3 separate regions of the Zea mays genome follow, and regions 2 and 3 are each linked to region 1. A link is a contact called in public Hi-C data. All regions are on one chromosome and are shown on one strand. Each heading gives the region's core, a stretch centred on a gene start, on an enhancer-like site or on the middle of the called end of the contact. The rest is flanking DNA. Distances are from core to core; before and after follow the strand shown.

Region 1 (3,927 bases), core at 695-3,194:
CAATCAACAGAAGCATTGAAGTCTTTGGTCAAGTGTCGTCCAGCCAGGCTCCCCCTGGTTCGGTTTCAATAGGCTGGGCTCCAGTTCGTCATGGGTTCGATCGGAGTGATTCCAAACCAAGCAAAGGGTGGACAGATGTCACCGCTAAACTACTCCAAAATCTTTTGAAATAAGGATGAGAAGATCTTTGAGTTGATGACTCAAAATCAATTCAATGCTCGGTGGGCTACACCCATTGGGTGCACCTTCTCAGGAAATCTCAGAGAAGAACAGTAAACTCAAAAGCGAGCAATGAAGACATTTGAGTTGATTATTTCAAATCAATTCAAAGCTCGGGCGCTACACCCATTAGGTGCACCTTCGGTGCACCCAACGGACTCAGGAAATCTCAGAGAAGAACGCTAAAGCCAAAAGCGAGCAATGGAGACCTTTGAGTTGATTATTTCAAATCAATTCAAAGCTCGGGGGGCTACACCCATTGGGTGCACCTTCGGTGCACCCAACGGACTCAGGAAATCACAGAGAAGAACACTAAACTCAAAAGCGAGCAGTGAAGACCTTTGAGTTGATTATTTTAAATCAATTCAAAGCTCGGGAGCTACACCCAACGGAGTCATGAAATCTTAGAGAAAAACACTAAACTCAAAAGTAAGCAGAGAAGACCTTTGGATTGATTACTCAAAATCAATTCAAAGATCGGGGGCTTGTGGGGGATGGATATCCCCGGGTCCACATGAGTATGAAAACACGTATGGGGCCACCCAGCAGGCGCCCTCCTGGGGCGTTTTGTGGTGAGCCGGATAAAGGAAACCAGCAGAGGCAAGCCAGTTCTGATACGAAAGAGGCCCACGTCCGAGTTAGCTGTTGTAGGAGCGCGGTATGTCGGGTAGGGTTTGTTGCGTCCACCCTACAGACTAAACCGTCGGCGATAACTCGGGCGTGAGAGCGCAAGATTTTCTCAGGATAAAGGAAGATTGTTCGCTACAAATCAGGTGATAAGCAAAGAGATTGCGATCAACATCTGTGCGGGGAGGCTTTATCTGATCGTGTATATATAAGGCTAGGAGGCACCCTTACCATTTTCATCTCATACTCAGCCCACCATTCTCATAGCCACAACTTGTAAACTCACCTCAATATAGAAAACCATCACATGACGTAGGGTATTATGCCTCTCGAGCGGCCCGAAACTGCTCAAGCTTGTGTGTTTCTCTCATCGTGCTACTGCACGAACCATCGAGTCACAATAAACGTCGCCGTCCTACTCAAAAGCACCACGAGGGTAACCCCGAGGTGTGCGGTCGGGCAACAAACACCGACAACATCAAATGATAATTTCAGCACCGAACAACATGTCATGGATAAAAATTGAAAAATAAGAATTTATGATAATATATTAAATTCGTATGGTCCACATGTCAAATATATGTTGGATAACAGGTATGGATACTGGCCCGCGAAAAAATTATATGTGGATACCTTATTATATCCAAACCGTATCTACAAATACCAAATTTCACCATACCCATATCCAATGGATAATTTTCCACAGTTACCCGTACACTTACCCATTGCCATCACTAGGGGATGACGTTGGCTCCATGCCGATGCGGGTTGACTCAGTCGGGTCCCGCGCGAGCGCACCTCAGGCTGCCTGCAGCGGCAGCCACGCGGTGCCCTCTCCCTTTCCGGTGTGCATGCTTAGGGGGCCTCTACGTGAGCAACGTCGGCCTCCAAATGGCCCTCTACGCGCTATATCGCAAGGGGAGGCCACCGCCGTCCTCAGATCAAGGGGAGCACTATAGTACCCCTTGCACAGTGCTTCCATATTTAATAATTGAAAAATAGTAATAAAGATGAATATAGTTAGATAATGATATTTTATTGTTATATTGGAATATAGGGGGTATATAGAGGGAACCGGAGATAAAAAAAGTAGATACGAAATGCTGGAATTCCTGGACGCAAAAAAATGTTAATTGGGTAAACGCTGCGGACGGTCTCAGCCCGCCACGCGACAACCGACAATCCTTCGCAGTCCCGCACCGCACCGCCGCACCGCACCACCGCACCGCGGCCAAGGCCAATAGCCTCGCCTAGCGCTCACTCGCTCGCCCCACTACCACCGCACCACGCGCTCCCGTTTCCGCCGATCCGAGCGCGCAGATCGCGGAAGCCCAGCGGCTCAGAGTCCAGGGGGAGGGAGCTCGCGGCGGCTGAGGAAGGCGTTCACCACCGTCGCGGTGAGTGCTCCCAGTCAAGCGCCTCTTCCTTCGTAGTGTCAACAATTCCGCCCCGCGCCCGCGCGGATCTGATTGTCTCGATCGTCCAATCGAGCGGTATTTTTCTCTCCTACCGTCCTACGGCTACGACATGATTAGCTTAGATTGGACGCTAATGTTGGCCAATATGTTCGTTCGCTTGTCTCTGCTTTCTCATGCGAATCCGATTCGATCCCGCGCCTCGCTCTGGATCTCGTAGGATTTCATTGAGGAAGAGATGGGGCTCTCCTTTGGGAAGCTGTTCAGCCGCCTCTTCGCCAAGAAGGAGATGAGGATTCTCATGGTCGGGCTCGATGCCGCCGGTAAGACCACCATCCTCTATAAGCTCAAGCTCGGCGAGATCGTCACCACCATCCCCACCATTGGTAAGCCTTTTCCCCACCGTTCTGCTTTGCATCTAAAATATACTGTGGGAAATTGCTAGTGAACTGTTCGGTGCATGCAATTTCTGAAATGCACAGTCGAAGGTAGTGCTATGCATTCGGGTGTATATTCACTATTAGTTCGTGAAAAATGATCTGTAGTCTAATCTGGTTATAATGGTTTGAGCTATAAAAGTTGACAAAATTATATCCTGCTTCCTGAATATTGCCCTTCTGTGTTACATTAGTTTCGTGTAAAAATGTATTGTTGGGATAGTGGCTTGAGTACATGACAAAAATGGGCTTCTGAATGATATGCCATCTTTTTAGGAGCATTCTGTATATACTGGAACTTGGTATAAATATGATATATACATTTGGTACCAACACTTGGAGTCATGGTATGGAACTATACTGTAGTCCCATTGATAGGATTGGCTATCTTGGACTTTTGCAGGATTCAATGTTGAAACTGTTGAGTACAAGAACATTAGCTTCACCGTTTGGGATGTTGGTGGCCAGGACAAGGTGAGCATATGTGCTTAAAATTCAGTTATATCTCTGAAGTACCACCATGGTATCAACTCTTTGCAAATGTGTTCTATCTCAAAATCCATAGCACTATCCTGTTGTGATAAACTTTACCAAGAAATTACGGTTTCTTTATTCTTTATGTCAAACAGATCAGGCCCCTGTGGAGGCACTACTTTCAGAACACGCAGGGACTTATTTTTGTTGTAGACAGCAATGATAGGGAACGTGTTGTTGAGGCTAGAGATGAGCTCCACAGGATGCTGAATGAGGTAATATAGTAGTGTTATTTTAGTAGTTCCAAAAAAAAGTTCCATTCTGCAATATCCTTTCTCTATGAGTAGTTTTTATTTCAGCAATATTACAATCATGAATTTGGATACTGTATAAGTTGACTTGCCAACAAAGTATTTTAAAGCCGTCAGAGCAGCTTATGAGACATGCATAGGGGTGCTAAATATCAAACAGCGCCATTTCACAGTGCTAACTCTCAGTCCCTATACATGTATTGTACTGACTTAATTCCTAATGATATAAATCTTTCCATTTTGTAGGATGAGCTGCGTGATGCCGTGCTGCTTGTATTTGCAAACAAACAAGATCTTCCCAATGCTATGAATGCTGCTGAAATTACTGACAAGCTTGGTCTGCATTCTCTTCGCCAGCGGCACTGGTAAGAAGTTTTATTTTCATACACTTTTATCTCCCTGTATCTGAATCATGGTTGCTTGACATTCTGATATTTGTTAGTG
Region 2 (4,173 bases), core at 972-3,471, 150 kb before region 1:
CTCCACTCCATCGAATTATTCATCCTTCGCCGTCACTCCGCACCGCTCTCCAAATTGGTATAATCTTCACTCATATATTATTTGCCAAAGGGAAGAGAAAGTAAAAGAGCTTATATTTCACTCACAAGTATCCGTTTTTGGCGATTCATGCCAAAGGGGAGAAAGTATTAGCACAAAGCAAAAGGACCGCACCACCACCAATTTCAAAAATGTAGTCTTTCAATTTGAATTTAAAGAAGTTTTTCAATTAGTATCTTATTTTTTATATAATTTCAAATTGATATGACCCCTTTTAAAATTAATATCTAAAACCCTCTTGAACACTTAGAGGAGAATTTCATTGAGGGAGAGTTTTGTTTAGTCAAAGGAAAAGCATTTGAAACAGGGAGAGAAAATTTCAAATCTTGAAAATGCTTCTCAAAATCTTATTCATTTACCTTTGACTATTTGCAAAAAAACTTTGAAAATAATTTCCAAAAGATTTTGCAAAAACAAAACATGTGGTGCAAGCGTGGTCCAAAATGTTAAAATAGAAGAAAACATCCATGCATATCTTATGAGCCGGTTTCCCAAAACAGCGGGCTTCGTGCCGGGCTCGTGGGCCTCGTGTTTATTGGCCATTTATACATCTAATAGACTACTGATCTGGAGCCGCGTGATGGATTCTCGGATTCGTTCCTGACCATAGTAAGAGCTAGGAGCACTGCGTGTATTAATTAATTAAGCAAAAGCTAGGATCCGTACATCAGCATCACAAGGCTCTATTTGCGGAAGAAGGAAAAAAGCAAACTGAGCTCAATTTGTTAAGCAGTTAATAGAGATGCGTGTGTGTTAATGTGTGAGCAGTTATCTCATTATATTCTCTATCTTAACTCTTATTTTAAACTTCACTACATAAACAGTATAAAATAGTTTTTTTATATAACCATATACACGAGCGAAAGCTGCTGAGTGCTGACTCATCGGTGCATGTTCTTGGAACTTTCTCGTGGGAAATGATGGAGATTGGAGACTGGGCAAGCCGACAAGCGAGTTGTGACTTGTGAGTATTATTAAATTATGCGTCAGGTACTCATGTGGACCATTGGCAATAATAATGTATAGAGAGAGTGACAGGCTGACAGCGAGGTGGTGGCAACATTCAACCGTAAAGAAAAACTCTTGGTAGCAGAATGATGTCGACCGTCTAAACAAAAACTCGTTTTATATATCCCAAGGCGCCAAGTGCTTGCTGCTGCCTACTCCTACTCCTGCAGAGTCCTGCTTGACTTCACTGGCCGTGGCCCGTTCATTTGCCGGCGGTGCCTGAAGTTGCTTCCTCAAGAAAGGCATCTGGTTATAGATAGTACAGGAGAAGGGTAACCAAATACTAGGGGCTAAAGGCCGGCCTGTTTCTTATATATGGCCGGTCAAATAACCAAAATATAATAATGTTTAGCCAACGAGCTTAGCAATAATTCGGCCGGCACGTGCTGCTTTATTTGTTTAGACAAACAAGCTTACAAGCCCAATGCAATACGAATGACTGGCTAGCTAGAGCACCGGGCAAGAACAAGGTGGTGGTGTGATGTATATGCAATGCAAGAGCTAGCAAGGTGTTAGAGAAAGGGGAAGCAAAGCATGCGTGCCTGTGCACGTGAGGGCATCATCATGCCCTCGATCCGCTCCTGGCGGCTTGTGGCCATGGATGCTTCGATGGCAGCGGCGGGCACCGTACCTAGCTACAGTACCTAACAGGCTCCATCGTCTTTCGGCAGTGGAGCGATATGAATGAGACTGAACTTTATTTGGGTGGAAAAAAAACCCCTCGCACCTCGGCCACTTGAGAGCACTGTGCAGCCAGGCAGAATGATTAATTGGTCCGGTGTCACTCTGGCTGCACCACTCTGCTCTGCTTCACTTGAGAAGTTGAGATAATGTGGTGGTGCCCAGTAAGACTTGGACTTTGAGTTGATACTTGACGCGCGTCTTGGACGACGTGAGCAGCCGAGCTGACAAGTGACAACCCCACAGGTCACAGCGCAGGCGCCAGGCGGATGGATGCGCCATGCGCGTGCGTCCACTAGCGTCCAAGTGGTCACCACTCACAAAACCAGAAACCACCACGGCCGGCTTCCGCACTCGGCGCTCCCGGCTCGCCAAGTGTCGGCCTTGGACCGATCGACCGGGTGCTCTACTCCAAGTGGAGGCTCTGTGACTCTGTCGGTCTATCCGAGTGAGGACGTGCAGCCTGGCGGGGAAGAGGTGCCGATGAACCGTGGGCTCGGCTGCAGCCTGCAGGTGCAGGCCCAACTTCGTGCTGGGCTGCTGGCTCCAGGAAAGTGATATGCGCAGTTTTGGGCTTCTGCACGGCGCATCTTGTGTTATCATTGGAGAGCAGGCCAAATTTTTTTATTATAAGGACTAGTTTAGAAACTCTATTTTTCAAACAAAAATTAACTAATTTCTCTTGAAAATCCTATGAGAAAATGGGGTTCCCAAACTAGCCTTAAAAGCATAAATGTTTAGCCTTTTGCAGTCTTCTGCATACGGTATCGAAAATTAAATAAATATCCACCATAAAACAAAAAAGATAGATAATTCAAAAAAAAAAATGAATCAAACACCCTCTAATCTAGTATTAAACCTCCATCTATGGCTTACAAAGATTTCTATACTATAGCCACCACCTCTAATAGTCGTCACACCGTAATAACTCCATACTGATCTTCTTTCTACAATAATCTTCAGAACCTCAATCAATATGTTCACCTGGAAAGAATCTACATAGTTGCCCGCACGCGGTGACCGCAGACAACAACCAGCATGCATGTCAAGAAGAGAGCCGGAGAAGGAATGCAAGGGTGCGTTTGGTTGCAGGACAGCCAGGACAGAGACATCTTCTGATGTCCTCTCTCGTCCCTCCAATTTTGAGGGATAACTGGGATAATACTGTGATAGTCATGTCTCAACCATTGACCCTGAACCAAATAATCTTATTTGAGGGATCGTCTCATCTCGTCTCGTCCTATCATTGCACATTGCAGAGTGGTGCAGCCAGTGTCGACCCCTGGTTATCAAAGGCTCAAAGCATACGCAGAATTGAGAAAGAGAGCATTTCACATGTGCCCCCGGGCTCGAGAGAGTATCACCTCATTGCAGCAGCATCCGTCAAAGATTGAGCAGCAACCAACTTTTCCTTTCGGACACCTATAACCATATGTAGTAATGTAGTATGTAGATGCATCCAATTCCAGCAAGAGATCGCAAAAGAGCAGCCCGAAAAGAGGCGAAGATAGTGATTCTTCTTATACGGCTGTAGAACAAATAACACGATTATACTGTACATGATATGCCATGCATCACAATCGTGTCTTTTGTCCACAACACAGGTACACATGTCAGCTTGAGGCGTGAAGCCTTTCGCCTCCTACCCCTGTACTCGAACGACGAACCCAGTGGGCAGCATGTTGCACTTGCACATTTGGTTTTAATTTAATCCGAAAAGAGAGCATACGATCATAACGATAAACGTGTACAGAAATTGAATAGATCTAAATATACACATCATGCAATTATAAGAGTAAAACTTGAATTACCAGATCCATATCTTAACAAATTAGATAGAATAATATGAAACACATGATAAGGACATGGTTGTACGTTTGTTCCTAGCTGATAATAGGGTAACGACGTCGATGTCGTTCAACAGTGTCTCGTTCTTAAGGACGATGTGAAACGCCCACACAACGAGCAGACGGACGAGGTTGAAGATGACGAGTAAGCGATCGAGCAATCATGCAGAATGCTTCCCGAAAACCTTATTCACCTTGCAGTGCATGGTCGCTGGAACGACGATTTCGAAGACCTGCTCTCACGATCGCCGGTGCACGCCGATGATAAAAAAAAGGGCATACGCGGTGGCACAGCAGACAAAAAGAGGCGTGTTGATCACTTGTTTTGATTCGTGAAAGGTATCAAAACAAGACAACATAATTAGTTATATGCGACCTTCTCCCCCTTAATTTATCCTCAACTTTAGAGATAAATTGATGTGAGAAGGTCATTAGAATTTAATTTTAATATAAACGAAATGCATCAACATACTCAAGAGAAATCTTCGTTGTTGTACTCCTTGTATTACCTTCTTATTACAAATGAGTACACTTATATCGTCGAAGGCTCATACAACAA
Region 3 (3,776 bases), core at 517-3,016, 200 kb before region 1:
CAGTAAGACCTAAATGTAGTTCCAACTTCCAACAGACATCTTAGACCCATGCATTGTTCTAGCATGGCCCTGTGGCCTTATTTGCATCAGTAAGACATTCAATACTGGAATCTTGATTATTAGGTAAGCACAAGCCATTCACGCACTTAAGAAAACACTAGAGTACTATTTGGTTCACATGTTTATAATGTGAATGGTAACCAATAACATTATACTATGTTTGGTTAAGTCCGACCGTAATGAGATACTACAATAGAAATTGATATTGTCCTGTACAAACTTGTTATAATCGAGTGCAAGATTAACTAGATCATCAACAAATCCCCTTTGGGTCACTGAGTCCTCTCATCTGTACATCATAGTACCATTCAGAATCATATATACTGCATGCAAAAACTGAAGGTATTTAACAAACAGGCTACCCATCGAGTCAACGATCAAATGAGCATGAGAGGAAAAAAAAACTTTATTCTACCATCACTAAGCATGTCATCATCAACACCGATAAACCACAAACAGAGTTTTTTAAAAAAGAAGTTCTGAACCTCACTCCACTCCTTATTCCAACCAACTCTACAGGTGACTAGGTGAGTTTCTTGGTCTATGTCCAAGAACCAGCAAACGAGTCTGAGATGATGCACCATCAACTTACTCGTCTCTCTCCTCTACCACCTACTTACCCTCTCCATGCCTCGCCTCGTTGATGGCATCTGCTGCGGCATTGCCCACAGCTATCAACCTCTCCTTCTCTTCCGCGACCGTCGCTGGCTTGTCTGATTTCTGCGCCCCGGTCAGCCTGGCAAGCAGCACGAAGGACATCCCACCCAGCACGTTGTTCATGCAGCGGAGAGCAACAACGGACACCTTGAACACCGGCGCCGGTGCGACCTTGCCGAGCAGGTACTCGATCCCATTCAGCGTCTGGTACCGCAGGTTGCTGCTGACACCCATGTGGAGCGCCCAGGTGGCCGCGTTGAGCAGCGTGGGCGGCGGCTTGTTGGGCGTCTCGAACGCCGGGTCCATGCGCTTCCGCATCGCGATCAGCCCGTTGGAGATCGCGGTTCCGGTGAGCCCGGCCGCGAACCCGACCACCGCGAAGGTGGCGCCCTTGGACATGATCGTGGCGACGCGGGAGCCGAGGGAGTACGCGCCGGGCTCGAACATGTGGCTGGGGAGCGCGGACGCGGCGGACGACGCGGCGGCGGCGACGCCGGCGGTGGGGGCGAGGAGGTACATGAGGACGAAGTTGAGGATGGATCCGACGACGAGCGTGGAGAAGACGAAGTCCAACTCGTTGAGGCCGAAGTTAGGGCGGGAGGCCATGTCGCCAAGCACGCAAGCGGTGACGCCGACGAGCTCCTCCATGAGCACCTTGAAAGGGAACTGCGGGTCCGCAGCGACGCGGGCGGCCCACCCGGCGAGGAGGAGCCCGAGGATGCCTCCGCGGCGGCCTTCGCCGCCACCGGAGTTCGCGGCGTCGCCAGATCCGCCGGCGCCGCCGTACGATCGCGGCGGCGGGGGCAGCCTACCCCCGGGGCCGGATGGGCAGGGGGAATGGAGGCGGCGCAGGGACGAGGAGTTGGCGGAAAGCGGTGAGAAGGAGAGATTCGCGGTGGGCCCGACGCGGTGGGGCGCGATGCGTGGGGAGGAGTCGAGGTGGGCGGGGAAGAACCTGGCGGCGGCGAACGCCGTGGTGGCCATGGCAATCCGGACTCGAGGGGATCGCGCGCGTCCTGTGCCCCGTGTGCGAGACGGCGGCGGCGGTGCGGTACAGTGAGTAGCGACTAGCGAGACGGCCCCTGGGGAAGGGTTTTGGCCTTTTTGAGTTGCTCAGTGGGAGTGGAATATTCACTCCATGCTAAAATAAATATACATATCGTTTCTCAAATAATCAAAATTTAATTAATTATATATACTAATATTTATAATATATTTTATTATATTTATGTACTGATATACTTTTATAATAAATTTATATCAAAATATAAATTTTGATATTATTTTCTATGTTTTTAGTTAACTTAGAAAAAACGCTTATTTTTTCTCGAACGACGCACGAGAGCTACGCGTCATTTTATTAAAAAAGAAAGAAAACAATTTTATTAAGAAAGAAAGAAAACAACACATCACATAAGGGAGGCATGTAGACTACCTCTCACCACACCAACACTCTAGAGAACAAGCGCACCACACAATGACAAACAAACAACCCTATATGACAAATTTAGGTGTCCAGCCTACGCGCCTCACCGAGTAGCTCCTTGAGTGTCGTATTACCAGCAAGACAACAAAGCTCGGTCTCCTTACCAACTTCTTGGCAGACTAAAGAGACACTAGGATTAAGACCCTCAAACATACATGCATTCCTATGCTTCCAAAGAGTCCAGACCACAAGAATGGCTAGGAGATTAAACCCTTTCCTCTTCTCCTTTGGCAAACTGTTGGCTGCCCATCACCACTAGGCAGAGAAAGATCGCACATTAGGTTAGAGAGCAACTGCCTGCAGACCAACACATATAAGGATTTTGGTCCAAACCTCCCGGGAGAAGACACAAGAATGTGTTGCATATTCTCCGCATCTTGATCACAGAGGAGGCAAAGACAGTGGTGCGATAGCCCATGCTTCGCTAGGCAATCTGCTGTCTAACACATGTTCTTGATTGCTAACCAAATAAAGAACTTGCATCGAAGAGGGGTCCATGTTTTCCAAATCCTTTTTCAAGGTGCAAACTTAACTAAACACAAAAAGAAGGCGTCGTACAATCCTGAATCTGTTAGGTTCCATATGTGTGATGATCTGAAACAGCAGGCTGCAAGATAAAATCATCAACTACTTCCTAGAGTTTCAGGTATTTGACAAGCACGTGTACAGTGAGGGCACCCGGATATCAGCAGTCCAAAACCTGCAGTCCAACGTTTGAGAAACAGTGTGTTGTCGAGTGTTTCAAAAACGATATGCGTGTTTTAATTTTGAAACCAAAGGGAACATGCCCAACACTTGAAAAACAGTGCGTTGTCGAAAACCAAAGGGAACATTATAAATTTGAACGATACGTGGGAGCAATGGAGAGCTTTTGAGGTGGGGGTCGGTCATCGCCTCATCGGTGCGCTCCGCGGCTCCGCCTCTGCTGCGTCCTCGCGACCTGTCCACCTATGAAGAGATGGGTGCTGCTACTGTTAAACGGTTTCTGAGCTATAGTAAAATCAAGATTATATTACTTGATGGCATTTAGCCGTGTACCCTCCAGTCTGCACTCTGCAGACATGCACACTGTTGCCAGTCGGGTCATCGGGTCGGCCCGTGGGCCGTCGGGTCGGGCCACGGGCAGACTCGGGCCGTGATTTTGGGACGGGCTCAGGCCGAAGTGTTTTCATGTTGGATTTTGCATGGCTCGGCCCGGTTGGAGCATCTCATGTTGCTGATTATGTTCGTTGTTCCTTTCGAAACGGCTGAGTTTCAACTTGTCAGAAGACGTGGTCCCGATAAATCCGAAGAGAGAGAGAGATGGGTTTTTCCGGTTTTGGTTTTGGCTCTACTATGGTCTGTAGACAGTCGCATGATTGAGGCGAGTGTGTTTCTTTTAGCTTCTTTTAGAGATGCGATGTTTGAATGTATTAGAGTTAATAGTTAGTTAACTAAAAAATAGTTGTGGAATTAGCTAGCTAACGAATATCTAATTTACTAAAAGTAACTAGTAATTGAACTATTAGCTAGACTATTCAAATGTCTTCAGCTAATTTTAGCAGTAAACTATTAGCTCTAATGTATTTAAACA

Evidence for each region. Hi-C and Micro-C count contacts between places; a contact is called where the count stands out from the background.
Region 2: a contact with region 1 is called in a Hi-C map of leaf, with 4 times the contacts expected there. The contact joins the enhancer-like site here to the promoter of LOC100282739 in region 1. A contact is called at or near these places in 2 of 25 Hi-C or Micro-C datasets (ear and leaf).
Region 3: a Hi-C map of ear shows a contact between it and region 1, with 1.7 times the contacts expected there. The contact joins the promoter of LOC100383393 here to the promoter of LOC100282739 in region 1. A contact is called at or near these places in 3 of 25 Hi-C or Micro-C datasets (ear, leaf and tassel).

Annotation. Positions count from the first base shown.
Region 1 is chr3:191,663,451-191,667,377 of Zm-B73-REFERENCE-NAM-5.0, reverse strand. LOC100282739 (ADP-ribosylation factor) reads left to right here and starts at 1,944. Exons shown (of 7, transcript NM_001412185.1): 1 at 1,944-2,243; 2 at 2,482-2,647; 3 at 3,102-3,172; 4 at 3,328-3,447; 5 at 3,730-3,848. The coding sequence starts at 2,500.
Region 2 is chr3:191,812,014-191,816,186 of Zm-B73-REFERENCE-NAM-5.0, reverse strand. No RefSeq gene overlaps it. Among protein-coding and RNA genes, the nearest start is that of LOC100501609, 35 kb to the left of the region's middle. Within about 2 kb of position 2,221, at least 19 of the 20 cell types and tissues checked have an H3K27ac peak or open chromatin away from gene starts, as enhancers often do. A contact at or near this core is called in ear and leaf, where this site is marked.
Region 3 is chr3:191,865,019-191,868,794 of Zm-B73-REFERENCE-NAM-5.0, reverse strand. It overlaps LOC100383393 (Protein RETICULATA-RELATED 3 chloroplastic), which reads right to left and starts at 1,766. Exons shown (of 1, transcript NM_001176048.2): 1 at 385-1,766. The coding sequence starts at 1,701. The coding sequence ends at 673.